6 separate regions of the Mus musculus genome follow, and all the other regions are linked to region 6. A link is a contact called in public HiChIP or PLAC-seq and promoter capture Hi-C data. All regions are on one chromosome and are shown on one strand. The core of a region is the stretch at or near the end of the contact, and the rest is flanking DNA. Distances in the headings are between cores, read along the strand shown. Region 1 overlaps Slc39a11 (solute carrier family 39 (metal ion transporter), member 11). Region 2 overlaps Slc39a11 (solute carrier family 39 (metal ion transporter), member 11). Region 3 overlaps Slc39a11 (solute carrier family 39 (metal ion transporter), member 11). Region 4 overlaps Slc39a11 (solute carrier family 39 (metal ion transporter), member 11). Region 5 overlaps Slc39a11 (solute carrier family 39 (metal ion transporter), member 11). Region 6 holds the start of Cog1 (component of oligomeric golgi complex 1).

What was found. Promoter capture Hi-C pulls out the DNA fragments that hold promoters and counts their contacts. HiChIP or PLAC-seq counts read pairs in DNA pulled down with a chosen protein or histone mark.
Region 1: an H3K4me3 HiChIP or PLAC-seq map of forebrain shows a contact between it and region 6, with 6 times the contacts expected there. The contact joins the enhancer-like site here to the promoter of Cog1 in region 6. A contact is called at or near these places in 11 of 39 promoter capture datasets (3T3-L1-derived adipocytes, the HPC-7 cell line, cranial neural crest and 5 more), 1 of 15 datasets of contacts at CTCF or cohesin (the NIH/3T3 cell line), 1 of 484 Hi-C or Micro-C datasets (embryonic fibroblasts) and 16 of 115 datasets of contacts at active chromatin or transcription factors (the NIH/3T3 cell line, bone marrow-derived macrophages, craniofacial prominence and 13 more).
Region 2: a contact with region 6 is called in a promoter capture Hi-C map of hippocampal neurons, with 2.5 times the contacts expected there. The contact joins the enhancer-like site here to the promoter of Cog1 in region 6. A contact is called at or near these places in 2 of 39 promoter capture datasets (the 3T3-L1 cell line and hippocampal neurons), 1 of 15 datasets of contacts at CTCF or cohesin (the NIH/3T3 cell line), 1 of 484 Hi-C or Micro-C datasets (embryonic fibroblasts), 10 of 115 datasets of contacts at active chromatin or transcription factors (the SCID.adh cell line, bone marrow-derived macrophages, craniofacial prominence and 6 more) and 2 of 9 other capture datasets (embryonic stem cells and liver).
Region 3: a contact with region 6 is called in an H3K4me3 HiChIP or PLAC-seq map of bone marrow-derived macrophages, with 5 times the contacts expected there. The contact joins the enhancer-like site here to the promoter of Cog1 in region 6. A contact is called at or near these places in 2 of 39 promoter capture datasets (the HPC-7 cell line and cranial neural crest), 1 of 15 datasets of contacts at CTCF or cohesin (the NIH/3T3 cell line), 15 of 115 datasets of contacts at active chromatin or transcription factors (bone marrow-derived macrophages, craniofacial prominence, embryonic basal ganglia and 9 more) and 2 of 9 other capture datasets (embryonic stem cells and pancreatic islet).
Region 4: an H3K27ac HiChIP or PLAC-seq map of neural progenitor cells shows a contact between it and region 6, with 11 times the contacts expected there. The contact joins the enhancer-like site here to the promoter of Cog1 in region 6. A contact is called at or near these places in 17 of 39 promoter capture datasets (the 3T3-L1 cell line, 3T3-L1-derived adipocytes, the C10 cell line and 9 more), 8 of 15 datasets of contacts at CTCF or cohesin (the NIH/3T3 cell line, embryonic stem cells, large pre-B cells and 3 more), 104 of 484 Hi-C or Micro-C datasets (the AML12 cell line, the AtT-20 cell line, B cells and 53 more), 43 of 115 datasets of contacts at active chromatin or transcription factors (the 230-238 cell line, the HPC-7 cell line, the NIH/3T3 cell line and 28 more) and 3 of 9 other capture datasets (adipose tissue, embryonic stem cells and pancreatic islet).
Region 5: a contact with region 6 is called in an H3K27ac HiChIP or PLAC-seq map of trophoblast stem cells, with 4 times the contacts expected there. The contact joins the enhancer-like site here to the promoter of Cog1 in region 6. A contact is called at or near these places in 14 of 115 datasets of contacts at active chromatin or transcription factors (the NIH/3T3 cell line, bone marrow-derived macrophages, embryonic basal ganglia and 11 more) and 1 of 9 other capture datasets (embryonic stem cells).

What each region holds. Positions count from the first base shown.
Region 1 is chr11:113,274,634-113,278,653 of GRCm38.p6, forward strand. All of the region lies in intron 7 of Slc39a11 (solute carrier family 39 (metal ion transporter), member 11), which reads right to left. Among named protein-coding and RNA genes, the nearest start is that of Gm51927, 32 kb to the right of the region's middle. Within about 2 kb of position 2,593, at least 31 of the 459 cell types and tissues checked have an H3K27ac peak or open chromatin away from gene starts, as enhancers often do. A contact at or near this core is called in forebrain, where this site is marked.
Region 2 is chr11:113,357,770-113,361,878 of GRCm38.p6, forward strand. The region is part of intron 6 of Slc39a11 (solute carrier family 39 (metal ion transporter), member 11); the gene reads right to left. It overlaps Gm51926 (a long non-coding RNA gene), which reads left to right. Exons shown (of 3, transcript XR_003949793.1): 3 at 1-3,889. Among named protein-coding and RNA genes, the nearest start is that of Gm51926, 19 kb to the left of the region's middle. Within about 2 kb of position 2,057, at least 7 of the 459 cell types and tissues checked have an H3K27ac peak or open chromatin away from gene starts, as enhancers often do. A contact at or near this core is called in the SCID.adh cell line and hippocampal neurons, where this site is marked.
Region 3 is chr11:113,332,725-113,337,104 of GRCm38.p6, forward strand. The region is part of intron 6 of Slc39a11 (solute carrier family 39 (metal ion transporter), member 11); the gene reads right to left. Among named protein-coding and RNA genes, the nearest start is that of Gm51926, 5.8 kb to the right of the region's middle. Within about 2 kb of position 1,982, at least 45 of the 459 cell types and tissues checked have an H3K27ac peak or open chromatin away from gene starts, as enhancers often do. A contact at or near this core is called in bone marrow-derived macrophages, where this site is marked.
Region 4 is chr11:113,292,806-113,297,165 of GRCm38.p6, forward strand. All of the region lies in intron 7 of Slc39a11 (solute carrier family 39 (metal ion transporter), member 11), which reads right to left. Among named protein-coding and RNA genes, the nearest start is that of Gm51927, 14 kb to the right of the region's middle. Within about 2 kb of position 2,001, at least 57 of the 459 cell types and tissues checked have an H3K27ac peak or open chromatin away from gene starts, as enhancers often do. A contact at or near this core is called in the AML12 cell line, the HL-1 cell line, brain and 6 more, where this site is marked.
Region 5 is chr11:113,253,029-113,257,242 of GRCm38.p6, forward strand. All of the region lies in intron 7 of Slc39a11 (solute carrier family 39 (metal ion transporter), member 11), which reads right to left. Among named protein-coding and RNA genes, the nearest start is that of Gm39505, 36 kb to the left of the region's middle. Within about 2 kb of position 1,848, at least 33 of the 459 cell types and tissues checked have an H3K27ac peak or open chromatin away from gene starts, as enhancers often do. A contact at or near this core is called in embryonic fibroblasts and pancreatic cancer cells, where this site is marked.
Region 6 is chr11:113,647,932-113,651,756 of GRCm38.p6, forward strand. It overlaps Cog1 (component of oligomeric golgi complex 1), which reads left to right and starts at 1,598. Exons shown (of 14, transcript NM_013581.3): 1 at 1,598-1,944. The coding sequence starts at 1,630. It also overlaps a transcript of Slc39a11 not described here.

The DNA.
Region 1 (4,020 bases), core at 1,343-3,842, 370 kb before region 6:
TTTTCTGTAATGCTTGATTTTTTATCTTATGTGCATTGATGTTTTGAATGTCTTTGCTTCTACGGAAGGGAGTCAGATCCCCTGGAACTTGGGTTACAGACAGTGTGAGCCACCGTGTGGTTGCTGGAAATTGAACCCAGGTCCTCTGGAAGGGCAGCCAGTGCTGTTAACAGCTGAGCCATCTCTCCAGCCCTGCCCGGCTGCTCTTGTTCTTACAGAAGAGGACAGTGAGTGTCTTAGTTACTTTTCTGCTGCTGTGGCAAAACACCACGACCAAGGCAACTTATATGAGAAGGAGTTTACTTGGGGCTATGGTTCCAGAGAGAGAGAAAAGCTCTCTCCATCACGGTGGTGGTGGTGGTGGTAGTGGGGAAGCCATGGTGGCAGGAAGAAGAAGTTGAAAGCTCACCTTGTTTTTAATTTTGAATTATTTATTTTTATGTATATGGGTATTCTGCCTGCATGCTTGTCTGTGCATCATGCACATGCCTGGTGCCTACAAAAGCCTGAAGTGAACATTGGATCTCCTGGGACTAGAGTTACATACAGTCGAGAACCACCATGTGGGCCCAGGGACTCGAACCTGGGACCTCTGGAAAAGCACCAGTGTTCTTAACTTCTGAGTCTAGCTGGAACCCCGAAGCCTGCAAGGACTTGGAGAGCTTTACATGAAAACTCATTAGTTCCCAGTAAGACATCTGATAAAGGCAGGCTTCTGGAGATAAACCCCAGGCTCCAAATTATGCCCCTGAGTCCCAAAGACTGTAAACATTGGAAAGGAAGCTTCGAGCTATAATGTAGTACAGGGTCTCAGTCTGGGGACATCCTGGATTATCGGGGGAATCCTAAATCCTATCACAGCTGTCTCCACAGGACACAGACAGGAGCCAGCCACAGAGAGGATGAGGAAGCCCTGCAAAGATGGCGGCTGAGGGAAGGTACACAGCTGCAAGCAGAGGGATGCCTGAAGCTCCCAGGAACTGCAGACACAAGGCTCCTCCCTTAGCCTCCCAAGAGAACAGGGCTCTGTGACTCTCCTCCCTTCAGACCCTGGCCTCCTGAGATTTAAGCTTTCATGGTTCCAAGTCCCGAACTCTGAGGAAGTTTGTTATAACAGCCACGGGAGATGCATAAAGACCATGGACAACACCTAGATGCCAGGTGTGGGGCTGACAGCCTCTGTGATGAGACAATGCCTGAGAGAAGACACAGGCGGTAATTCAGAAAGAAAGAAAAAAAGGTTTATAATTACAGCCTTGGCAGAACTTGGAAAGATGGCTGGAGGCAAGAGAGGGTCTCCTGAGGAGGAAGAGGAGGAAGAAGAAGAGGAAGAAGAGGAGGAAGAGGAAGAGGAGGAGGAAGAGGAGAGCGAAACCATTCAGAAATGTTGGCATTCAGCTGGGAGTTCCATGGACTGGAAGGGGCAGTGAGAGGTTAAGTCCATATCCTTAGCGTCTGCATCCTTGCCACTGGGGGAAGAATCCTAAGTACAAAGGAGTGGTCACGACTGCATGGGACCCATAGGACAGCTGCAAGATGCAAGTGGCTGCCGTTAATCTCCATGGATGGATGAAAGCACAGATGTTTGGGGTGGTGGAGTGGCTTTTACACAGTGGCCTTGAGACCTCAACTCAAACTCTGTGCTCATGCTGGATCCCTGTCACCACTGTGGTCCCCAACCCCACCCCACCCAGCTGTTGTCAAATGCCCAACCAATAAAACCCATCCCCTTAGTGAGGGACCCTGAATCCAACTCTTTGATTTCCCCATGAATTCTCCTATAATTCATGGCTGCATCCCAGTCAGGAGCCTCCTAGTTTATCCACACTGGCCTGCTCCCCGAGATCTTGCTTGCCTTCTTCCTCTTTTAATAGTTCTGTCATTAGTGATATTATCGCTGTGCTGTTACTGCCTGCCTTTGGTGCGCCCTGACATGTGTGCTAAGCCGCAGTAGACACTTGACACACATAACCCCACTTACTATCACGGTGGCCTAGGAGTTACATTCGGTGTCTCCATTTTATAAGCAAAACTGGGGGCCCTGCCCAAGGCCTGGGGCATTGATGTGAGTCCAAAGCCTCTCCTGGCACCTTGCCTGAAGTGTTCTTGTTTTATTTCTGTTAATAACTCTTGACACCCAACTTTTATGCCTCATTTATGGTTTTGCTAAGGACTTTTGTACATTTCGTCTCCTAGTTCTTTCCCGGTGAGGTGTCTCTTTTCAACTTGCTTGGGATCAAGACAGGGCCAGGAGTGGCTGACTGATGCAGGAGGGCATCGGATCTGGAATACCCACACCTGTGAAGTGGCATCTGAGTTCACTGCCACCAAACCTTCCCAAGAGACGTCAAAGAAGAGCTGGGGAGGAAGCAGAACCGGGGGAGGGGCAGGTGCCCCCATTCCCCACCCAGAAATGCTATCATAGGGACATATGCTCTTGTACATTTCCTTCAAAACACAGCCTACCAACCCCATGACCGAAGGGTCTCTGGAAATGTCCTCCAGTGCTGAATGCCTTCTCTATGTAGGCTCCTCCGAGGCATCCAGAAAGTTTAACATGCCCTGTCATCCTTCTGCCAACCCTTCCAGCGAGCCAGAAACCCAGCAGGGGGATTTATTAGTAGAAGAAAGCCACACAATCTCTTTGTCACAATCACAGCCTTGTCCAGAAACAATGTTGCCTTTCAAATTGTTTTCCGCCTTGGACGGCGGATTTATAAACTGAACTGGTGGTTGGGAACAGAAGCAAGAGCAAAGAGTAGCAGCCTTGTACTACCAGGGGCTGGTTTAGTGTTATCCTGATAAGATAATCACAGATAAAACCCCCTCCTGGAGGCGGGGGCTCCCCTCCACGCCTCTAAGTCTGTGTTTACACAGGCAAAGGCTGAAATTTGGGGGCAGCTTTTTCAGAAGAAAGGGAGGCCGAAAAAACCCAAGCGTTTTCTGGGAAAGGAAGTGGGATAGAACTGTAACATGTTGGGTTTGTTTCCCTAAACGATGCAGAAAGGAAACAATCTCGCAATTTCCAAAATGGTGACTCGAAGCCCTGACCGGGCTTTTCCTGTGGCTAAGTTGGATGCCTCTGGTAGCTGGGTGTTGCACGCCACACGCTGAGTTCATTACAGGGTCTTGGGGTTTGGTGTGTGCTTACAAATCTCTGTAATAAGAAAACGGGGAAAGATGCGGCTTGGCTGAACAGTTGCTGGCATCGTGTGATGACAATATGAGATCTGACATTATAGACTCCTCTCTCTCTCTCTATATATATATATTTTTAATTGTTCTGCTCAAGGAGGAAGAGGATGATGAATTCAATATGGTTTTAGTTAAGAGACAATGGGTTATACTGGATCTGGTAACACCATATGGTTTTAGCTAGGGGACCATGGGGTCTGCCAGACCTGGTGGTCCATGCCTGCAGTTCCAACACTTGGAACGTCAGAAGCATCTGGATATAAAAAATCAATCAATCAAACAAACAAACAAACAAAAGCATCAAACCCCAAAGAAATAAAAGGCATGGGTTTGGAACCTTCTTCTCACTGTCCCACTGAGCCACTATGCACTTGTGCCCCATGTTCTCCTGGCCCTCGGGTAGGGCCAGCATAGCTGACAGGGTGTGGGGAGCTGGATGGGGCTTCCTCTGTGGAGAAGGCATCTGGGAGAGTATGGTTTATCTGGAAGGGACTGAAATCATGCTAGACTCTGCCCGTGTTTGTAGGGAAGACCTACCCTAGCCTAGCCTGGATTTATCCCGTCAGCCACTCTCTAGAGTTCTGGGGTAGCTGCCAAAATGGGGACAGGTTTGCCTTGGCCCCTGCCATATGCTAGAGCATTCATCAATACACCGCCAAACGACAAGAAAAATCCATAAGACCAACAAAACTGGCCGCGGGGACATTGGAACATTCACCCATACACAATGACAAGCATCTCCAATTATTTGGTTGTTTCTGTACATCTCTGTCACACAGAGATGGGAGCTGCTAGGAGGGAAAGCAAGAATAGATGTCACAGCCC
Region 2 (4,109 bases), core at 807-3,306, 290 kb before region 6:
TAAAGTGTGATATGATGATTGGTTGCAAGACGAGAGAATAATAGTTCAGATCCTAAGAACATATGTCACTGTTATCAAGGAAATACAGGCCTTAGCCTCCCTGGCAGCCAACGACCAGAAGAGAGACACAATACATAAATTGCTTTCGCAGGAGAGGCAAAGCATTCCTAGAAAATATATTGTTCCATAAATGTCTTACATCGTAGCAGTGGGTGACAAGCGGAGCGACGATCCTAGCAAAGGCCTGAGAGTAAATGTCACAGTGATTTCCATAAGACAGGATTCCCATCCTCAAAACCTGACTCAAAGGGCTTAGATTCTCAGGCGGGCATAAGATGACGTGGACCCATTGTAATGTGTTGGCCTGGAGAATGGGCAAATGTCTATTTGAAAGTAGGAAGAAGACCAGGAAGAGGAATGGGAAGAGGAGGAGCAAGAGGAGGAGCAGCAGGAAGAGCAGGAGAAAGAAAGGGGAGAGGAGGAGCAGAAGGAGCAGGGGGCGGGGGCAGGAGCAAGATAAGAATTGGGAGGAGGAGTGGGAGGAGGAGAAGGAGTAGGAATTGTAGGAGGAGGAGCAGGAGGAAGAAGAGTGGCAAAAGTAGGAAGAGGAGGAGGCAGATCAGGAAGAGAAGCAGGAGGAGAGCTTTCTCAGTCTTGGAGCTGCCTTAGCCCAGCATTGGACAGCATGACTCAGCATGTACCAATTTTCCTGGACAAGCTGTCGGAACCCATGTCTGGTCTCCGTTCAAGAGTAAAACAGAACCGGGCCAGAGGTTCAGCACGACTGGTAGAGTGCCTGTCGTACAAGCAGAAGACCCTGGGGTCGATCTCCAGCGTCACATAAACTAAGTGTGGTCGCACACACCTGCAACTCTAGCACTCAGGGGGACCCAGGCTCAAGGTTGAGCTTGGCTTCAGGATGAGTTTTATGTGCCTAGGTATGTGTGTGCTCATGTGTGTATATATGCACACATTTGTACAAGTGCACATGTACATGTGCATGTATGAGCATAGAAACCAGAAGTCGGGACATGCTCAATTGCTCTTCGTCCTATTTTTTGAGACAGGGTCACTTACTGAACCTGAAGCTCCTGGATTTAGCTACACTGGCTGGCCACCAAACTCCAGGGATCCTCTTGCTTAAGCTGGGCATAGTGGCTCACATGCTAGTACCTGAGACCCTGAGGCAGGAGGATTGCCATAGTTTCAGGCCAGCCTGGGTTACAGAGTGGTTGCCAGGCTATCTCAGGGTATAGAGTGAGACCTTGTCTCAAAAAAAAATTGTTTTTCAATAAATAAACAAATCAATAGCCAAACTAAGAAGTTCCTATTTAAGCTGTATTCTGGTCATGGCAGCAAGACAGCATGATGTTAACCAGAAACTTGGCAAAGCAATACAGAAACTGCCTTCCAACTGTATTGCTTTAACTCTTCTCTTCACCTTACATAAGACGTAGGAGAATGACCGTGTCAATGTGGAAACTAGTCTTTATTTTAACCCAAATGCAAGTGCAGCCTTAGACTGTGGCTTTGGCCAGTGTGGTGGTTTGAATGTGCTTGCCCCATGGGAAGTGACACTGTTAGGAGGTGTGGCCTTGTTGGAGGAAGTATGTCACTATGTAGGTGGGCTTTAAGGTCTCCTAGTGCACAAGCTCTGCTCAGTGAGGAAGAGAGTCCCCTCCTGACTGCCTTCGGATCAAAATGTAGAACTCTGGCTCGCCCAGCACCAAGTCTGCCTGGACGCTGCCATGATTCCTGCCATGATGATAATGGACTGAACCTCTGAACCTGTAAGCCAACCCCAGTGAAATGTTGTCCTTATAAGAGTGACCTTGGTTGTAGTGTCTGTTCATGGCAATGAAACCCTACCTAAGACAGCCAGGAAGCAGGGCTCTGAGGTCCTGTGTGTCCACAGCCCTTGGCAAGGGTGGTGGGCACCCCGGCTTGCCTGGCACGTGCACATGGGATCACGCAGGGACCCTGGAGCGGCAACTTCCCACTGTGGGAGTTCACGCCAGGGCTTATGCTCACACCCAACAGCGCAATTTGAAAGTGTGCTCTCAGCTTCTGCTACTGCACGCACCCAGGAACACGATCTGTTAAGCAAAATGTCATCCCATACAGGGGCCCGTGCTAATTATAATGTCATTTTCCCCACTGAGGTGCAGATAATTAAAGGAGAATATTACAGTGTTTTCAAACTCCTGGAGTAAATGAGAGGAACCTTGAAGTCACCTGCTGGAGATGAGAATTAAAGTGCTCTGAGCTGTCCCCCTTGGAGGTCACCTGACTGGAACTAGAAGATCCTTAAGGACTGAACTAAGGTATCCCAGAGGAGGAGGGGGGAGGGGGAGGAGGAGCACAGGAGGAGGGAGGAGAAAGAGGAAGGAGGAGGAGGGGAGCAAAGGAACTCATGTTCAGCAGGCTCTGCTGTGCTCTACCTTACATTGGGCTACACAGCAGGTGGCCCGCCTATTGCAATAGCTGTTAACTGGCTTCATAGTGAACTGCTGTTATCACCAATTTACATCTGCCAACTCTGAGATGCTCATGCCCTTACCCAAAGTCACATGGCTAATAAGACAGCTGGTGGCTTCTAGAGCTAAGTCCAGGCCTTACCGATTCTAAAGTCTAAGCCTTGCCTGCTGGTGGTGGGTGCGTGGAGGGTATACTTCTGGGGCACTCCTTCTGCAACCTTCTGCAGAGCTCCCTTGGGGACAGCCCTGGCTATGGAAGAGGTCTCCCATCCAGGTTGCCCAGCCTAAGCCTGTTGCTGATCAGAGCCCAGGGCATCTGCAGCGAGACGTCTGCCAACATACCCGGCTGGTGTCACAGACGCTGACATTTCGTGCCGTTAAAAAAATAATAATAAAATAAAAAAGAAAAACGTGTTCCCTGAACTTTTTGGAAATAGCTGAGATGTTTCACCACTTATCAGTTGAAAAGAGGCCAAGAGCAGGCAGGAGGAAAACAAGCTGAGTGATAGCCAGCTCCACCTTAGTGGTTGCTGTGTGGCCCTAGGCTCCATCTCTGAACTTCTGCATCTCTGTGCCATTTAAGAGGACAGATATCTAAACATTGTCATGGATATTTCCAAGACCTGAGTAAATACCTTTTATTATTGTGGTGGTTTGAATGGGTATGGCCCCCATAGATTCTTGTGTTTGAATGCTTGGCCCACGGGAGTGTGTGGCCTTGTTGGAGGAAGTGTGTCACTGTAGGGGTGGGCTTTGAGCTGTCCTAGTGCCCAATGTGGATTCAATCTCCTTCTGGCTGCCTTTGGAACAAGATGTAGAACTCTGAGCTCCTCCATCACCATGTCTGCCTGCACACTACTATACACCATGATGATAATGGACTGAACCTCTGATGCTGTAAGCCAGCCCCAATTAAATGGTGTTCTTTTATGTGAGTTGCCTTGGTCATGGTGTCTCTTCACAGCAATGAAACCTGAACTAAGACAACTGTCCTTGATAATTCAAGGTTATGTGTGGCGATGACCTGCTGGCTGAGCCTGTATCACTGATTGCTGAGAACGACACCCAATGTCCAGAAACAGAATGTCACTTAGCAGTGATTACACCATGTTTTTCCTGGGAAAATCCGTACCTAATAATAGAGTGTTCTGCCCAGCCTTTGCCCCAGGAAAATGAGACACACCATGCTTTTCTCTGTAACTACCGGCCTCTTGCAAGCGGTACACCCCCCCCATCTTGTTCTGAGTGCTGGCCCTCCAAAGCCACCCTTGCTACGCATGAAGACCATATCTGAAGCACACAGAAGCCTGTGCCTTATGCTATGATCAATAGAATCCTGACTTTCGGGTGGTCCAATAAAAATCTCAACCCAAAACTGATCAGTACTCTTTAAAGAGCAGGATTCATGAACACCCCACTAATACTTCCTTGAGTGGAGCTGTGATCAGTCCTCAATTACAATACACTAAGAACATATATGGCTGGTGGTAGAGAACAAAGTGGGAGGAGTTTAAAAAAGGAAACAAGGACATGGATGGGACAGGTTCTCCATAGGAAGACCATCAGAGTCAACTAACCTGTATACCCTTGGAGGCACCCAGAGACTGAACCACCAACCAAAGAGCATCATGG
Region 3 (4,380 bases), core at 732-3,231, 310 kb before region 6:
GTCCGGTGTCCTCTTGGTCTGGGTTCCCAGGGACTCTCTTTGCTTCCTCTCTCTTTTCCTTTCTCGTTCTCCCTCACCCCTTCCTCTCACGGCCATGTTCAGGCTGGAAAGATGCCTTTGGCTGGTTTCTCTCTCATATGTAGGATAAACCTTCTGTAAGAGCCCATACCTACTGTCTGAGCCAAAGTTTACCTATAAGCCCCACATGCCCACCGACCGTGTAAGTTCCTGGAATGCTGGGAGTTGTAGTTCTTGGAAAATAACAAAGCCACATGGGAAAATACAGTGGCTTTATGCTTTTGCCCCTATAACACATATCTTGTCATCACTCAGCTGGGGATTCCAGGGAGTGGTCGTGACCAAAGTCCATCCTGACCCGTATTGTATTTTAAAGCTTGCTGCAGTTCTGGCTCAGAATCGTGGCACTGGCTTCCCTCTTGGGTACCACAGAAGGAGCGGCCATGCCGCCGTTAGTAACTGTAGGCATCCTCCCCGATCCAGTGTCTCAACTGTCAGTGAAGCTTCTACAGAAAGAAGTTGCACACGTCCCCAGCCCTCTATGGACTAGTGAGGGTCACGGTCACAAGCTCTAGCTGGGTGTCTATGTGGCACCATGGTCCACATGACAAGAAAGGAAAAGCTTTACATGAATTCTGACCTATCTTGTGCACCCCCAACACATGCCCTGCCTCATAAAACTGTCTCAAAATGAACCTGTGTCTTTTCTGCCTTTCTGAGAGTCATCGCTCTCCTACACTGGCCCTGCAGGGACAAAATCATTGTTTTGTCTAATATTACACAATCCGACTGATTCAAACCTGGCGTTTAATCTTCCACGCTAATGTGCCTCTTGATCCTCCCCACTAACATGTGAGGCAGGACTGTCTTCTGTCCGCAGGTGCCTCTCAACTTGCCTTGTTCACCTACTGACAGCAGGTCACCTCACAGTGGGATGAGTGTAACCCGCCCCGCAGCATGCTGAGCTCCAGTGTGTCACTCTATAGCACCAGGGTAACTAGACCCTTTCACAAGAACCTGCCACCTGCTGCCTCTCTGCCTGTGGATACTGCAGCCAGCTTTTGTTTTGTTAAACCCGGCATTCATTTCTTCTTCCCAGAGAAAACCCTGTGCTTCCAAGGAGGTCCCTCAGACTCGGGAGGGCCCTGTGTCCTTCTGTTCCGCTGTGTTGGGAACTAAAATCGGGTGAGACGTGGTCCTTGTCATGAAGGTTCTCCTGATGGGATGTGGCTCTCGAGTTGGATGGAAAGGGATGTGTAGGAGCTGACTAGGGGAGGAGAAGGGCTCTTCAAAGAGCTGCCACTCAGAGATGAGCATCATCAGAAGGTATGGCTTCTCGATTGAAGGGGAGAAGCTCAGTTGGACCACACACAGCCTGGGGCTGGAACAGAGTGTCAGGAGGACGGTGCAGCGGGCTGAATGGGTGGTCTCCTCTCCACATTCACACCCTGGAATTCTAAGCCCCACCGTGAAGCTATCAAGAGGTGGGTCTAAGGGGTGATTTGATTGGAGCATGGGGCTCTCAGGAATGAGTTTAGCACCTTCCTAAAAGTGGCCTAAGGGAACCCAACAGTCCCTCCCGTCCTGTGAAGACACAGCAAAAATGTCAGGCATGAACCAGACATTGAATCTGCTGCCTCCCGTGTCTTGGTCACCTGGGCCTCCGGAGCCGCGAGGAGTCGTGTCTGTTTTTCCTGAGGCGTGGAATGTAATGGTGTTTGCTATAATATGCTAAGTGGATGAAGACAGCCAAGGAGGGAGCACAGTCAGGGCTGTGTGGGAAGGCCTTCTACTAAGCCAGCCCAGGCTGCCTCTCCCCATGTCACTGGCCAGGTCCTTCCTGCGGTGTGCCAAGTTCAAGAGCTGACTACTTCCCCCAGGGAAGCATTCGGGGGCTCTTAGCAACGCGTCCCAACCACAGACCTCTTCTCCACTCCTTTACTTCCTTTATTAAGTACTTCCTGCTTCCCCTGAGACCAGCGTTGGTTTCCTAAGCTGGAAGAGGGGAGGAGTGATTTATTACCCTTCTCTCCTGCTCCTCCTGCCAATCAACAGCCAAGTTCTGCCTACTCTCTGTTGCCTCTGCCCTATCAGATAACTCATGTTATGGATCCAATGCCAAATGCCTCTCTCAGGCTCCTGTGCTCTCACATATGAACACGCCCACCCCCACCCCACCCCCCATCCCCAGCTCAGGGAGCTGATTTGGGAGGCTTTGAAATCTTTAGGAGGTAGAATTTCACTGGAGGAAGTGGGTCACTGGTGGAGGGTGGGGACGGGACTTTGGGGTTTATAGTCCAGCCTCACTTCCTGTCTTGTCTGTCTTGTCTCTGCTTCCTGATCTGTCCAGATGTGAGCAAGCAGCCCCGTGCTCACCCTCGCCCCCTTCCCTGCCCTGCCCTTTAAAGCTGAGAGCTGGTTAAACTTTCAAGTCGCTGCTTGTCAGGTACTTGGCTGTGTGCATCCTAGTAACATCGGCATATGGGAGACTGGGTCCCGCTTCAGCCGTTCTGCCTCCCTTTCCCGGGAATGGAGTTTTAGCGGGACAAGGACTGTTAAAGAAAAGCTCCCACCCTGCCTCCCTTGCAGCTAGAATGAAGCCCTTAGACTCACGGGCCACAAACACTCTTCTGTCTTACAAAAGCCACTATGTGTCACAGGACCATTTAACATGCACCCCAAGAAACACAAGTTCCTGAGTTAGAGAAATGGCTCAGACAACAAAGCACATGGATCCAATCCCTCGGAACCCACGCTTTAAAAGTCTAGATGCAGTAGAACATATCTATAACCCCAGTATTTGGGAGGAGATGCCCAGAAGATCCCTAGAGCTAGCCAATCAGCAAGCTCCAGGCTCCCGAGAGTCTGCTCCAAACAAGATGGACCACCAGCAGCCGAAGAGTGACAGCCAAGGTCCCCACGGCCAACATGTACCTCCACCCTCACACACACACTTATGCATATATACCACCCCTATAAGCACATGGACATGAGCAGGGACCATGGGGTATAATCTTGTAGATGGAAAAATAGGAGGCAGGGGCTGGGAGCCAGAATCTGATGGAAGCGTCACCCTACCCTATGCATAAGCATATGGAGAGCCTCAACAAAGACTGGGAATGCATCAGAAGAGCCCATGGAACGTTCTATTCTTAGCTAACACTGTAACTGCAGATGCCTTCGATCCTGGCACTTCCATGCAATCGCCCCACAGCCCATGCCAATGGAATTTTACATTTATCTTCTTATCTTACTGTAAATATAATCCGATTTCCAAGGCAAATGTGCTATATGCCCTCCTACACATGTCTTATTTTAGACCTCACATCCTGTCTTTCCATCAAGATAGAGAAGCTGCTCTAGATACCAGGATGAGGCCCCTCAACATGCCCCCCAACGTTCAACTGCTTCCAAGCGGTAGAAAATTCAGGATGGGATCTGAGGTGCTTTGCATGACTAGAAGGCACCCAGGACATTCCTCGATGGCCAGGAGTTTACACAGTGATTTCTACATCTGTCACGGACCCCTTCTTCCCACAAAGGGAGGAGATGAGATACGTATCCAGATGGGAGGTGAAGATGCTAGGGAAAGTGACCTGCGGGTGTATGACAGGGGTCCCCGGGGTAGCTTCTAAGCAGAGAGGTTCAGCGAGTCTGCCTGCATCAACTTACTGGGACAAACATACCTCAAGAGGTTCTGAAGGGTTTTGCTATTATCATTTATGATTTGCCCTCCCTCCCTCTTTCCCTCCCTTCCCTCCTCCCTCCCTCCTCCCTTCTCTCCATTTTGGTGTACCTAAATGTTGTAAATATATGTACTTGTTTGAGTTTGTATGTGTGTGTGTGTATATATGTATATATACACACACACATACATACACACATACACACACACATACACATATATGTGTGAGTATGTGCACACGCACATGGAGGTCAGAGGTTGCTACCAACTATCTTCTCAACTTACTCTCCCTCTTGCGTTTTGAAGAAGGGTCTGGAATTAAACTTAGAACACACTAATTCACCGGCCGGCCAGGGAGCTTCTGGCATCCTCCTGTCTCTGCCTCCCTGGCCCTTGGCTTACAGTGGCACACTGGCATGCATGCCTGGCTTTTACATGGACACTGAGGATCCACACTCAGGTCCACGCGATTGTATAGCAAGTCCTTTACCTACTCAGCCATCGCCCCAACGGGGTCTCACATGGGCCTAGGCTGGTCTAGAACTCACTTTGTATCTGAGGCTGACCTCAAACTTGGGGCAATCCTCCTGGCCGCTAATGAGATGATAGGTGTCGGCTGCCATCCCTGGCCCCTCGTCACTCTTGCTGGCATACCTTGAAGGTTTTAAGGGAATTCT
Region 4 (4,360 bases), core at 751-3,250, 350 kb before region 6:
TTCCTCCTCCTCTTCTTCCTCCTCCACCTCCTCTTCCTCCTCCTCCTCCTCCTCCTTCTCCTCCTCCTCCTCCTCTTCCTCCTCCTCCTCCTCCACCTCCTCCTCCTCCTCCTCCTCCTTCTCCTCCTCCTCCTCCTCCTCCTCCTCCTAGCAAAACTGCCAAAGGTCAAGGGGAGCTGATGCGTGGCCGTGGATGGGACATGGATTACGACGTGAATTCCAGGCTCTGTAGTAGGAAGTGGTTTAGAAAGCTAAGCAAGGACCAGGTCAGGGAGGCCTGAGCTGCTGCCTGGGCAGACTCTCCCCGTGAGTTCCTTGGGGCTATTGGAGCAGAGACTTCTCAGGGTTCCTGTGGCCAAAAGTCCATAGTCAAGGTGTCAGCGGGGCCAGGCTCTTCGGTAGCTCTAGGGAGGATCCTTCCTGCCTGTTCCAGCTCCGGGTGGCACCTGAACATTCCGGGAAGGCTTTTATTTGTATCTGTATCAGCTCAAACTCTGTCACACTGTCACAGGGGTGTCTTCCCCCCAGTGTGCCTGTATCGCTACAAACCCCCATTGTGTCTCTCTAACCTCCTCAATCCTCCCCACCCCGCTTATCTCATAAGCATTCCCAGTCATAGAGGACTTGGGACCCATTCTAGTCCAATAAGTCCAATAACTGAATGAGGCAGGGCCCACTGCCATGGAAGAACCTCCGCAGCGCTGGCAGTTAAGACATCACCCCCACCCCCAATCACCTCCATTCTGGAACTTTCTAGGACAAGTGACCCCTGCTCTGTATCTCTGTCTTTCTCAGTGACCTTGCCCATCTGTCCACCTCTCCCACTAGGTGGGTCCAGGCAAGCAGTTCACGACTTAGGTGCCACCAGATCATCTTGGTCCCACCTCTCTGGGGTGTCCCTTCCCTTGCTCCCACTCCCTTCCTCCCTTTCTCTATCCTTCCCTTCCTCCTTTCACCTCCTCTTCCTCCCTCTGTTCTGTATATTCTTCCTTACCCACCACTCAGGGGAGCCATTAAGGGCTATGGTTCTCACCATAGCGGCAAGCACCTATAGACACACTCAAAGCCTTCCTCAACATTAGCATCTGCTTCCTGTAGGACTGGCCGCGTAGACTGATTCTCACTGACGTGATTTTTGTACATTGTTGTCTCCCGGCCTCCCCAGGGAGATAGAAGATGCTCTTGACAGTTGAGCCGGGATTTCAACAGAGGACATCCAAAGTACTCATGATGGGGGTTGACATACTGCCCCCACGGAAGCTGACCCCAGTTCCCTACCACTTTGGAGGACTCTTTCTAAGTCTTTAGGTTACAACAGATGTGTTATCTTGAAAGGCAAAGAAGGGTAGTGGTTAGAGGCACAGGCTCCGTAGTTGGGCTGTTTGGGGTCAAAACCTACATCTGCCCTGAGCAGTCCAACCTACATTTTACATCTGCAAAGTGAGTATATCATCTTCTCTCACACAAAAGGCTGGAAGGCAAAGATGGGATACAAGGTGTCCTGTGTCCAGACACAAGGTCTCCACGTGGAAGGAGCTCAGGAAATGTTAGCTTTGTGAGTTTGGGAATCTGGTGGACAGAACTTAAATGCCCTTACTTGCTAAAGAATGGCCACACCTCTGCCTTGGGTCAGCAGCCCCCACCAAGCAATCATTAGAAACAGACTGGTGACACATGATCTTATTCAGTACTACACAGGCACTGATGTCCCAAAGCTACCTCAGCTTGCCACGCAGAATCTATGGGAATGCAGACCACCCTCCCTACAGGAGGGCCGCTTCAGTGGTCTGTCCTGGAAGACAATAGCTTCCTTCCCTGAAGTATCTGCACACCAGCTGCCGGGGAAGATGGATAGAGCCGTGGAGTAGACAGGGAGCCGTATCACTTTTGAGTGCCTGGGAAAGCCACATAGAAAGCACATTGGCTCCCAGAGGGCTCTGTGGGCCTGCCCCTCCCCTGGCTGCTCCAGGCTAACAGAGCCCATGTTGTGAATCTATGGCTCCTGCTGCCAAGATGTCCGGCCCCTGTCGCCAGGGACATGGGTGGGGGCGGCTGAAGCAACAGTGGAGGAAGAAGGGGTGAGCATAAAGAGCCCCTTGTGCTGCTGATGGGGGGAGGGAGAAGCGGCTGCTAGCTGCTTAGGGCAAACAGGGTGGGGGTGGGGGTCTCGGTAGCCTCCTTGTTTTGAGACAGTGAGGTGAGATCAGAGGGGTCTGGAATCTAGTCCAGGTAATAAGGGAAGCAAAAGAAAGACTCTCTGGGCACAGGGCTGTCTCTTCTGAAGTTGCTAGTGGGTTTCGGAGCAAGACATCAGAAGCAAGCTTGTCTCTGGAGACCACTTACAGCCCAATCAGTTCTCCCCCAAAAAAGAGGGAGCCTAGGGAATCACAGGGATGCCATGAAGATGCGTGAGTAACCTCATGCCTTATTTTCTGAGATGGTCCGTGAGAAAGAACCCTCTTAACTGTGGACAAGTCAGATGTTTGCATATTCTCAGCCCAGGGAGTGCACTATTAGAAGGTGTGGCCCTGTTGGAGTAGATGTGTCACTGTGGGTGTGAGCTTTAAGACCCTCTTTCCAGCTGCCTGGAAGCCAGGATTCTGCTAGCAGCCTTCAGATGAAGATGTAGAACTCTCAGCTCCTCCTGCACCGTGCCTGCCTGGATACTGCCATGTTGCTGCCTTGATGATAATGGACTGAATCTCTGAACCTGTAAGCCAGCCCCAATTAAATGTTGTCCTTATAAGAGTTGACTTGGTCATGGTGCCCCTTTCCCTGACCAAATACTCATACTGACAAGACTTGTCAGTTCACAGCAGTAAAGCCCTAACTAAGACATCAGGTCATACCCAGTTCTTGAAAAATATATTGGGGGTAGGGCTTCAGCAGCTAAGAGCACTGACTTCTTTTACAAAGGATCTCGGTTCAATTCCCAGCAACCTTACAGCAGTTCACAGCCATCCATGACTCTGTTTCTGACCTCTGTGGGGATGGTGCACAAACAGGCAAAACGCTCATACAGACAAAATAAGATAAATGAATCTTACTAAAGTTACTACAACACTAAACGTGACGTACAATAACCCACAATAGCAAACAGGGGCCTCTGCGGTTGGCCTCCCCACACCTCGTTGATTGTTACAGCTTCCTGCTCTATTGGTCTCTTTGCAGAGGATCACCCAAATGCTCTATTTTAATTCTTGGAAAGAAGGAGTAAGGATGATGAATCTACTTTGTGATGAGGTAAACGAGGTGGGAAATGCTGAGAGCCAGATAGCGGGGAGATAAACACGACTTTTGCAAAACATCTAGGGAATGTTTACCAACTCCTACAGAAGGAGATAAATAGAAGATAAAGATAGAAAAGATTAATAGACAGATAGACTTTAGCTTTATGGAGAGAGTAAATGTAGCCCAACACCAATTTAGAGAAGTTCTATTTAAGCCTCTCGAGGTGAGGCAACTCAGAGACGCACCTCACTGGCCTTTTTGAAGCCTTTCTCCCCCATTGCCTCATAGTGAGTCTTGAAGCCAGACTACCACATGGTGGCGCTGTGGGCCGTTCTCCAATGCCAGTGGCCTGGAAGGGAAAACTGTGGGAAGAGGATTGTGGGTGGACCACTCTAGATCTCCCTAGAGGACAGCTACATGGGAGAAAGGCTGGCTCGCTTAGGTGAAACGGAGGACAAGATCTTTGGGTGCAGATAAAGGCCTGCAGCAGGGGAGTCGAGTGAAGGGCTGTGGTGAGGAGAGGGGCCGGCAGGGTAAAAGGCATCGCACTTTTGCCTGCACACCCTCTTGCTAACTCACCAGCTATACCTCAGCCTAGAGAAGGTTTCCAGAGAGGCTAAGACAGAGGGCAGGGGGAGCTCCACAGCAACAACCCGGGGACAGGGAGGGTCTCCCTGGAATGTCCCTAAAAGGCAGGTGAACTTGGTGCCCATAGAGGCAAGCACGCACTCTGTGGATTCTTGCTGGGAGCAGCTATCACAGGCTGCTCCTCAGAAGCTCGGTGAGACAGGAAAACAAAGCCATCGCTACTCCACGAGTGTGTTCTGACCCCCACATCCCATGATTGGTCATATAGCAACGCCTGTGTTTTATAGCTCGAAAGATGTATGTCGTTTATGGTCTCTACTCTTTGATCTGCTATCAGATGCAGACTTGGAACAGGCACAGACTTGGTCTGAAAGTGGTGGTTAACCCAGCAGACATCCTTGATTAAGTGTCTGAACACTGGGCACCAGCAGCCGGCCGGGGCATGCAGCACGAAGTGCAGGGAACCAGGGGAGGCCCGTTTGTGGGTTGTCCGATCTGCAGCCAGCACTGCCCGTTCTGCACAGCCCTGCAGCCGGACACC
Region 5 (4,214 bases), core at 598-3,097, 390 kb before region 6:
AAATGGTGGTCAAATACGACCAGTTTCCTTGACCTGATACAGAGCCCAATGGGGGTCAAACTATGCCCTGTGTCTCTTCTTTGATGCAGAGGCAGAGCTTGGTGGCTGGCTAATGGTCCACTGTTAGTATCCACCTTTCCATATACACAGGACAGGAACATGACCTATCCTAGGTATGTGCATGGAGCCACCAACCCAGTGTCAAGTTGAAAGTGATGCTTCCTGTCCAAAGTCCTGCTGTCCACCAGGCAGGTTGGGGAAGCCTCCTCCATATCCTGCCCCGGAGCTGAGCTCTGATAAGCAGTACAGAAACCCCATTCTTCCACCCCTGGCAACCCTTGTTGTCACTGCCCTGCCCTAGCCCTGGCGCAAGGTTTAGAGCCACACCCCAAGATCCCGCCAGGTCTTTCTCTGCAGGGCGATGCTTTGCTGTATGATCAGGAAGTCTATCCTGGTCATTCCTGAGCTCCAGGGACATGGTGAGGGCTGAAACTACAGCCCCTCTGCCTTCTCTCCCTCCTACATGACCCTTTTAAATTCAGCTCTCCTTTATGTGTGTGCACAAGACATACACACACACATGCACACACAGCCAGCTGTGTTCCCATTTCCAACTGTTCATTGTGCTAGTTTCTCATTGCTGGCACAAAATGCTTAACATAAGCACATTAGAAGGAGGGAAGGAAGGAGGGAGGGAGGGAGGGAAGGAGGATCGGTTTGCTTTGGCTCACAGTTTCCAAGCATTTAGTCTGTGGTCACCTTGCTCCACTATGTCTGGTCGTAGGGAGAGATTATCATGACAGGGAGCACAGGGCAGAGCAAAGCTGTTCACAGGACACAAAGGAAGCAAAGAAACACAGGGGAGCGACCTGGGACAAGAGACATGTCTCTAGTGACCTACTTCTAACTAGGTCCCACCCCTGTGAGTATGTATCTGCTAGCCCAGATGCCACTGAATTCTGAATCCATCAGTAATGACAAAGAGGGGTCAGAGCCATTACAATCCGATCATATCTCAATGACTGGATTGATTGGCTGGGGGCAAAGCCTTCGGTGCATGAGTCTTCAGGAGACACTCCATATCCATAGCACAACAGATACCGGATGGGCAGGGAAGGCACCCAGTGGACGGGGTCTTCCTCTCTCCTTCATCATCAGCATCAGCTCTGAGGTGTGGTTTGAATCCACAGCTCTCAGAACCAGTCCTCCATTCCAGTTACCAGGGAGCTTTCCCAGAGGCCTTTGCCTGGGGTAGCTCTGCCGACTGGTGCATTATGGGACGAGTTCCTGCAAAGTCTGACGGGAATGCTCTGCTTGCGGATCTACAGCTGATGCTCAACGTCAGCAGCAAGGGTGAGGATGAAGGCAGCGGTCGAGGCCATCTCCATTGTGAGAGCCTACGCTCTGCTGTTTTGATCGCCAACACAGGTTGGGAGCCATGGACACCAGGAGCCACTGTGGCTGTGTGTGGGTTCTGCAGACTGGGTGTCTGCTCTACGTAGAATCTCACTTGGGGGCCCCTGGAGGAGATTCCAGGGAACGAGGGCAGGACCAGCAAAGCAGTAATGGATACAATGGCAATATTCCTGAGCTGGTAGAAACACAGGGACTAATGAACATCAAGGAGAGGGGGAGGGAGAGAGGAATGAGGAAAGGGAAAGAGAGAGGAAGGGAGGGAGGGAAGGCTCAGCTGTCAAGGAAAGTCTTTAGAGGACAAACTCTGAGTAGTATGCTGGCAGGGATGGCAGACTGTGTGAAGGAGAAATGTGCCTAATGTAGAGCCGATGGCTTGGAGGAGGCCCCACCACAGTCTTTTGTACAGCCATCCGTGACTTCTGACCTAAGCAAGCACTCTACAAAGGCATTCCTGGGCAAATAGGCCTGGCTGACCTCCTTCCTTGCAGCTTGGGGAAGGGAGAGCTGAAATGAGAAGGTTTCCTTTCCAGGACCGGCTACAAGGCTCTAAGCGGTATTTATTCAAAAGGGCACTGGGCCCGCACGGGATGACACACAGACCTAAACCCACTGCCACACCCTTCAGAGCCAAGCAAGTTTCCTGCTGCCGGGTTTCCCCCAACACCAAGACACGTTGGTAGTATGTGTCTCTTTCCTGACCAGCTATGCCTCCTGGGGGACATGAGTGGGGGAAACATGACCAGAGGGCCAGCAAAGGGTTTACAGGATAGGGACACTGGCGGCTGGGGCTGGTATGTGGCTCCCAGAGAGCCAGGCTGCAACCGCAGGGGCAGGAGCAGCCCCTGAGGAGGCCTCACCGGGGAAAGGTGAGCCAAGGGTCTGTGTGGAGGGGCTGCCTCTCTCATCAAAGTTGGCACTGGCTTGAGTGTTCAAATTTCTGCTTTCCTTTCCTCGGGGAGTCAGAATTTTCCAGGGCGGACCAGACCCAGAGGAATGGCTACTGGGGGGTTTGGGGGGACAGAGGACTCAGAACTAAACTAGGACTGTCCCAGGACACCTTGGGGGGTGAGCTGGTTCCCTTGCAAGGGCAGGTGGCAGAGGCAAGTCCCAGGGGAGGACTTTATATCTGGAGAAGGAACACAACATCTTAGAAGAGGAGCAGATACGTATACAACAGCTAAGTCAGGGGCTGAGGATGTAGCTCAGTTTGGATAGTGCTTACCCAGCATTGCAGAAGGCTCTGGGTTAGATTCCTAGTGCGGAGTAAGCCTTGGGGAATAAATGTCCATAACCCTAGCGCTTGGGAGATGGAGGCTGGGGGGGGGGGGGTCACAAGTACAAGGTCAGGCTCAGCTTCACAGCAAGTTAGAGGCCACCCCCCCCAGCTCGCTCCCTCCCTCCAGACAGACAGACAGCTCCCTAAAACCCTCAACAGCCTGAGGATGTCAGAGCAATCCTTGTAGGCTGCTGTCTCCACCCCTGGGGGTGAGTGACAGTACGGGCTAGTCAGGCACTGTTGCAGGGACTTCAGAGGTGGCAGTGGCAAGAGGGAGATGGATGCCATGCTCCAGGCCTAGGCTGGCTACAAAGAAATAACTCGGGCTGTGTGGGGCCAGGACATTGCTGGGGACCCCCATGGGTGGGAAGAATGGAAGGAGGTGGGGTGGGGAAGAGGCTGGGTTCAGTCACAAATACTGAACTCTCAGCAGACAGAGCAGCCAGGCCCACACAAGGTGCCAAGGAGGTACAGGCAAGGTCAAGGGTGCCCATTTACAGACTGGGCCTCTTCTGTCTGGATCCAACTCCCTAGAAACACTCGCTAGCTGGTCTCTGTCATTCCTTGATCTGAAGCCTGGTGGAGGTGCAGAGGCAAAGGCCTAGGTCCCTCCAGGTTGCCAGCTAAAGAATAGCCACCTTCCCTTTTCGTCACAGGCCATTCACGCCAAGAAGCTGCCCAGTGCTTAGGCGTTTCCTTAAAAACCTAGGGGGAGCCAGAATGAAGCCTGACTCTCCTCCCTCAGCCTCCCAACAGCTGCCCTCCTACCTACCCTGCCTGCTGTGTTTTCCTCAGGCCAGCCTCACCTCTCAGAGAACCTGGGTGGCAAGGGGCCCACATAGGGGACCTTCATTGTTACAGTAGCAGACAGAGATGCCTTTGGAGGCTGCGTTATCTGTAAGGAGCCAGACAGATTCGGGTGGGAGCCTGTGCCGTTATTATGGCAGGATCTAGAATCACTTGGGAGAGACTGTTCTCTGAGCATGTCTGTGAGGGAGTCTGTAGATTGGCTTGGCTGTGTTGGGAAGCACTGCTCTACGGGCTGCAGATCCGGACTAAATAAAAAGGAGAAAATGAGTGAGTGTTCGTTCATAGCATTGGCTCCCTGAATATGGATACAGTGTGACCTGATGCCTCAAGCACCTGTGGCCATGTCCCCCCACCCCGCTCACCTCCCCCACCCCCACCCAGGATGGACTGTCTTCTCTCAGACTGTGAGCCAGAATAGCCATCTCCCCCTAGGTTGTTTTTATTAGGTATTGTTGCTAGAGCAATGAGAAAATCAATTAATACAGAGTCCTAGAGACTGAGCCAGCACCAGCTTCATCTGTAAAGTGGTGAAGAACTTCCTTCACAAGGTGCTTGCATGAATGAGGGATAGTCACTTTAAGGTCCCAGGCTGGAGGCCACGTAAGGAATGGCCTTACACCTTCTCAGCTCATCATGTGAGGTTCTGGTCCATTCTGGGTACTTGGAAAAGCAGTGTAGGGAATTTTTTTTCCAATGGCTCTTCATTCCTTTT
Region 6 (3,825 bases), core at 348-2,847:
TGGGCAGGATGTGCAACTAAGCTGAAGAGACAGGAGCAAAGAGAGGGCGAACATTCCTAATCCAAGGTATACCACAGGGTGATCCAACCTGCAGATACCCATCACCAGCGCTGGCACCTGAAACTACAGCTGCAGCCACTGTCCCTGCCAGTCCTGCACACTAGGTGTTGTGGGTGAGACCTAGCCTCTACAAGGCTGAAATCCCTGCACCAGGGCATCGCTGCCTTCAAAGGCCCAAGAAGGTCTTGTGGACCAGTCCCAGGCCCCAGGCTGGCACAGTAGGTGCAAGAAGTCCTGGGGAAAGTTTCTGCCTGACAGAGAAGCGCTTCCAAACACGGAAGACAGATTCTGCAGGCTCAGAAGCAAAACAGCACCAAAGCAGCCGGTAGCGCGGGACTATAGAAAGGACTGCACGTCACCGCTGCGCCACCAGGGGGCGCGCTGTGCTGGGGGAACTCTGACGCGTAGGCGGTATCTCAAGCCAAGTGGCTTGAGTTCTGAGTTAACCCCCTTCCCCGAGGTAAGTAAAATTCCCTGGGCTTCAGTTGTGCATAGAGCAGGGACTCTTCTTGCTGGAATGTCGTAAGTAAACCCCCTTATTTAGATATCAATCTATTGCTGTGACATTTGCCTCGAAGTAGTGGCAGTGGTGAACGGGAGAGAAAACCCAGAGGCTGTCTGTGGTACAGGGCTGCTGAACACACAATACTGTTTTCTCTGTGTTAACATAGGAAAGAATTCTTCAGCAAACTTTTCCAAAACGAAGGGCCCTGAACGGACTTATGAACAGCAAGCCAGAACGTCCAGGTTTTCTTACTGGGTCAATCTCAGGATGTCCAATCCTCTGGCATCATGGACTCCCCATCGTTCTCCACCACAGGAGGCCTGTAACAGGGAAACCCATTTTGTGGCCACTAAACAATATTTAAATAAAATAGAAGACCCAGGTAACAAGGTGGACCACAGCCGTCACTCAGATCTCCAGCTGCCAAGTCCTAAGGGAAGAGTCCCAAGGCCCAGTCCTGGTTGCTGTGATGGTCTATCGAAGGCAAAAGCGTGCATGCATGTAAGACCGACAGCAACACGACCATACGTGCATCTTTACCATAATGAACCCCACGGTGAAGCTCTTCCCTCCCCAGGAAAGGGTTTGGGTGCGACGCAAGGGGCTCCGGGCCACTAAGACTTTGACCACCAAGTACAACCTTAACTATTTCGCTTCTCTAAGGAAACGAGCGCTCAGGGTAGGCGAGATGGCACAGCAGGCAAAGGCGATTGCCGCCAAAGCCGATAAAATTCCATCTAAAATTCTATACTGAGATCCTCATGGCAGGAGTGAGCCTCCTGCAACTTATGACCTCCGCGCGCATCTGTTTCTGTCGCACGTACTCCACCTACATAGGGTGAGAATGGGGAGGAAGAGGGAAGGAAGGAAGAGTGAAGGAGAGAGAAGGGAGATTGTAACAGTAAAAAATAAGCTCTGGAGAGCAGCACTGCCACCGAGGCTCAGTCCCTGGGACCACCGAGGCTCCCGACCTGGCGGAAGCACTTCCGCCCCCATCCATGATGGCGGGAGGGCGGGGCGGGGCTGGCAGGCGGAAGCGGCCGGCGGATCCCTGGCTTAGCACCATGGCGGCCGCGACCGCCTCCTCCGCGCTCAAGCGGCTGGATCTGCGCGATCCCAACGCGCTCTTCGAGACTCATGGAGCGGAGGAGATCCGCGGGCTGGAGCGCCAGGTCCGAGCCGAGATCGAACACAAGAAGGAGGAGCTGCGGCAGATGGTGGGCGAGCGGTACCGCGACCTGATCGAGGCGGCGGACACCATCGGCCAGATGCGCCGCTGCGCCGAGGGCCTGGTGGACGCCGTGCAGGCCACCGATCAATACTGCGCCCGCCTCCGCCAGGCCGGCTCCGTGGCGCCCCGGGTCCCACGGGCCCCGCAGGTCAGTCCGGGATCCGAACCCGCCACGTCCCTCCGCCCCCGCCGCCCGGCGGACCCCACCCCTCACCTTCCGCCGGAGGAGCCCGCCCCTCGCCGCCGCGGGCTACCGGGAGGCGTCTGCGGGCCTTCCTCGGGACGCTGGTCCGCTGCCGAAAAGCCAGCCGGCCTTTTGCTCCGGGAGCCTTCCCGGACTTCCGGACGATTCCCTCGCCTCCCGTGGGTTCGCTGCGCTCTCCTTCCCTTTTAACTGAAAACGCCAGGGGTCTCTCGACTGTCAGATCTCTCCCGTTAGCTCACACCTTCCTGTCAAAGTCATTCATTCATTCCCCATCCCACCCTGAGCCCGACCGAGCCTGGAGAATTGGGGGAGGGTAGCCTCAGCCGTCAGACCCTCCCCCTTTTAATAGGTGAGCAGTTTCATTTCAGGCTGGTTTAAAAAACTCAGGGTATCCTGATGTCCTCCCATGAAACGTTTAAGACCCGATGCGGATCGAATTCTGACATTGGGTGTTGGCTTAGGAATGAGCAGAGGGCGCCGAGGGTAAATAGTTTTTAACCTAGGAGAACTTACTGTAACAGAAGAAGAAATTACAAAAGCACACTAGCCCACATGTGGAGCCAGCTTTCTTGCGCTACTTAGGTGTCAGAAAATCCAAGCCAAAAAAACTAGGGCAGTATAATGAACGTGGGCAAAGAAGGTTGGAACTTTGTCAGCCTGTCACTCCCTAAGCTACACATTAAGTACAGCCCCCTTCCCAAATGGACAGACTTAGCTGGCTAGCTTCAACTATGTAAGCCCAGTCTTAGAAATGGATTGATTTTCATGGTTATGGCTGGTGCATTTCTGGGGGAATGCCCTCTCCGTTCAAATCATAAACAGGAGCCTCCCAAGATGTTCTTGAAGTTTACATTCTAATTAAAGAAAGAAATTCTTGGGAAATTGAATTTTTAAAATATGAATAATTTAGAATGGCAGTAGAAAATAGTTTAGCATAAAGGTGATTAATCGCCACATGTCCATTTAATGTAATAGTTCGGAAGGAAGGAGTGAGTTAGGTGTGGCTCCTCCCCAGTAAGGACAACTGAGATTTGGAACATTGACGTCTCTGGCCAGCTATGCTGCTGTAACAAAAGATTTAACACTGGATAGTTCATAAAGAGTAGACATTCATTTTCCCTCAGGAATAGGCCTGGGAAGTCCGAGATCAAACTGTTAGCATCTGACGTCCGTTGCAGGCCTGCTTGCCTCCCATAGCAGATGGGGAGGAACACAAAAGAGCCAGAGTTAGTTCCCCTCCTTTACCGGCACCCCACACACCACTACTGAAGACGGACTCGAGGTGAGAGGGCAGATGAGAGGCCTGAAGTCTCAGCCAGATGAAGATCTGGTGCAGGGGTGGTAAAGAACAGTCAACGAGAAATGTTTGGTGACCTTAAAGAGAAAGGAGAGGAAGGAGGAAGCTTGTAGGAAGTCTCCCTTCCACCCACCGATAACCAGATGGCGAGATGCCCCGCCCTCCTACCAATAACCAGATGGCGAGATGCCCCGCCCTCCTACCAATAACCAGATGGTGAGATGCCCCGCCCTCCTACCAATAACCAGATGGCGAGATGCCCCGCCCTCCTACCAATAACCAGATGGTGAGATGCCATTTGGTCGGACATAAGTGCCCTGCAAGCTGAGTGGTACTGAGTGTGGCTTTATGAAAACGTCAGATTTTGTTTTCGTTTTAAAGACAGGGTTTCTCTGTGCTGTCCTGGCTAGCCTGGAACTCACTATGTTGACCAGGCTGGTGTCTAACTCACAAGAGATCCGCCCACCACTGCCCCTTGGGTGCTGGGATCAAAGGTGTGCGATACCACACACGGAAAAGCTTGAGAT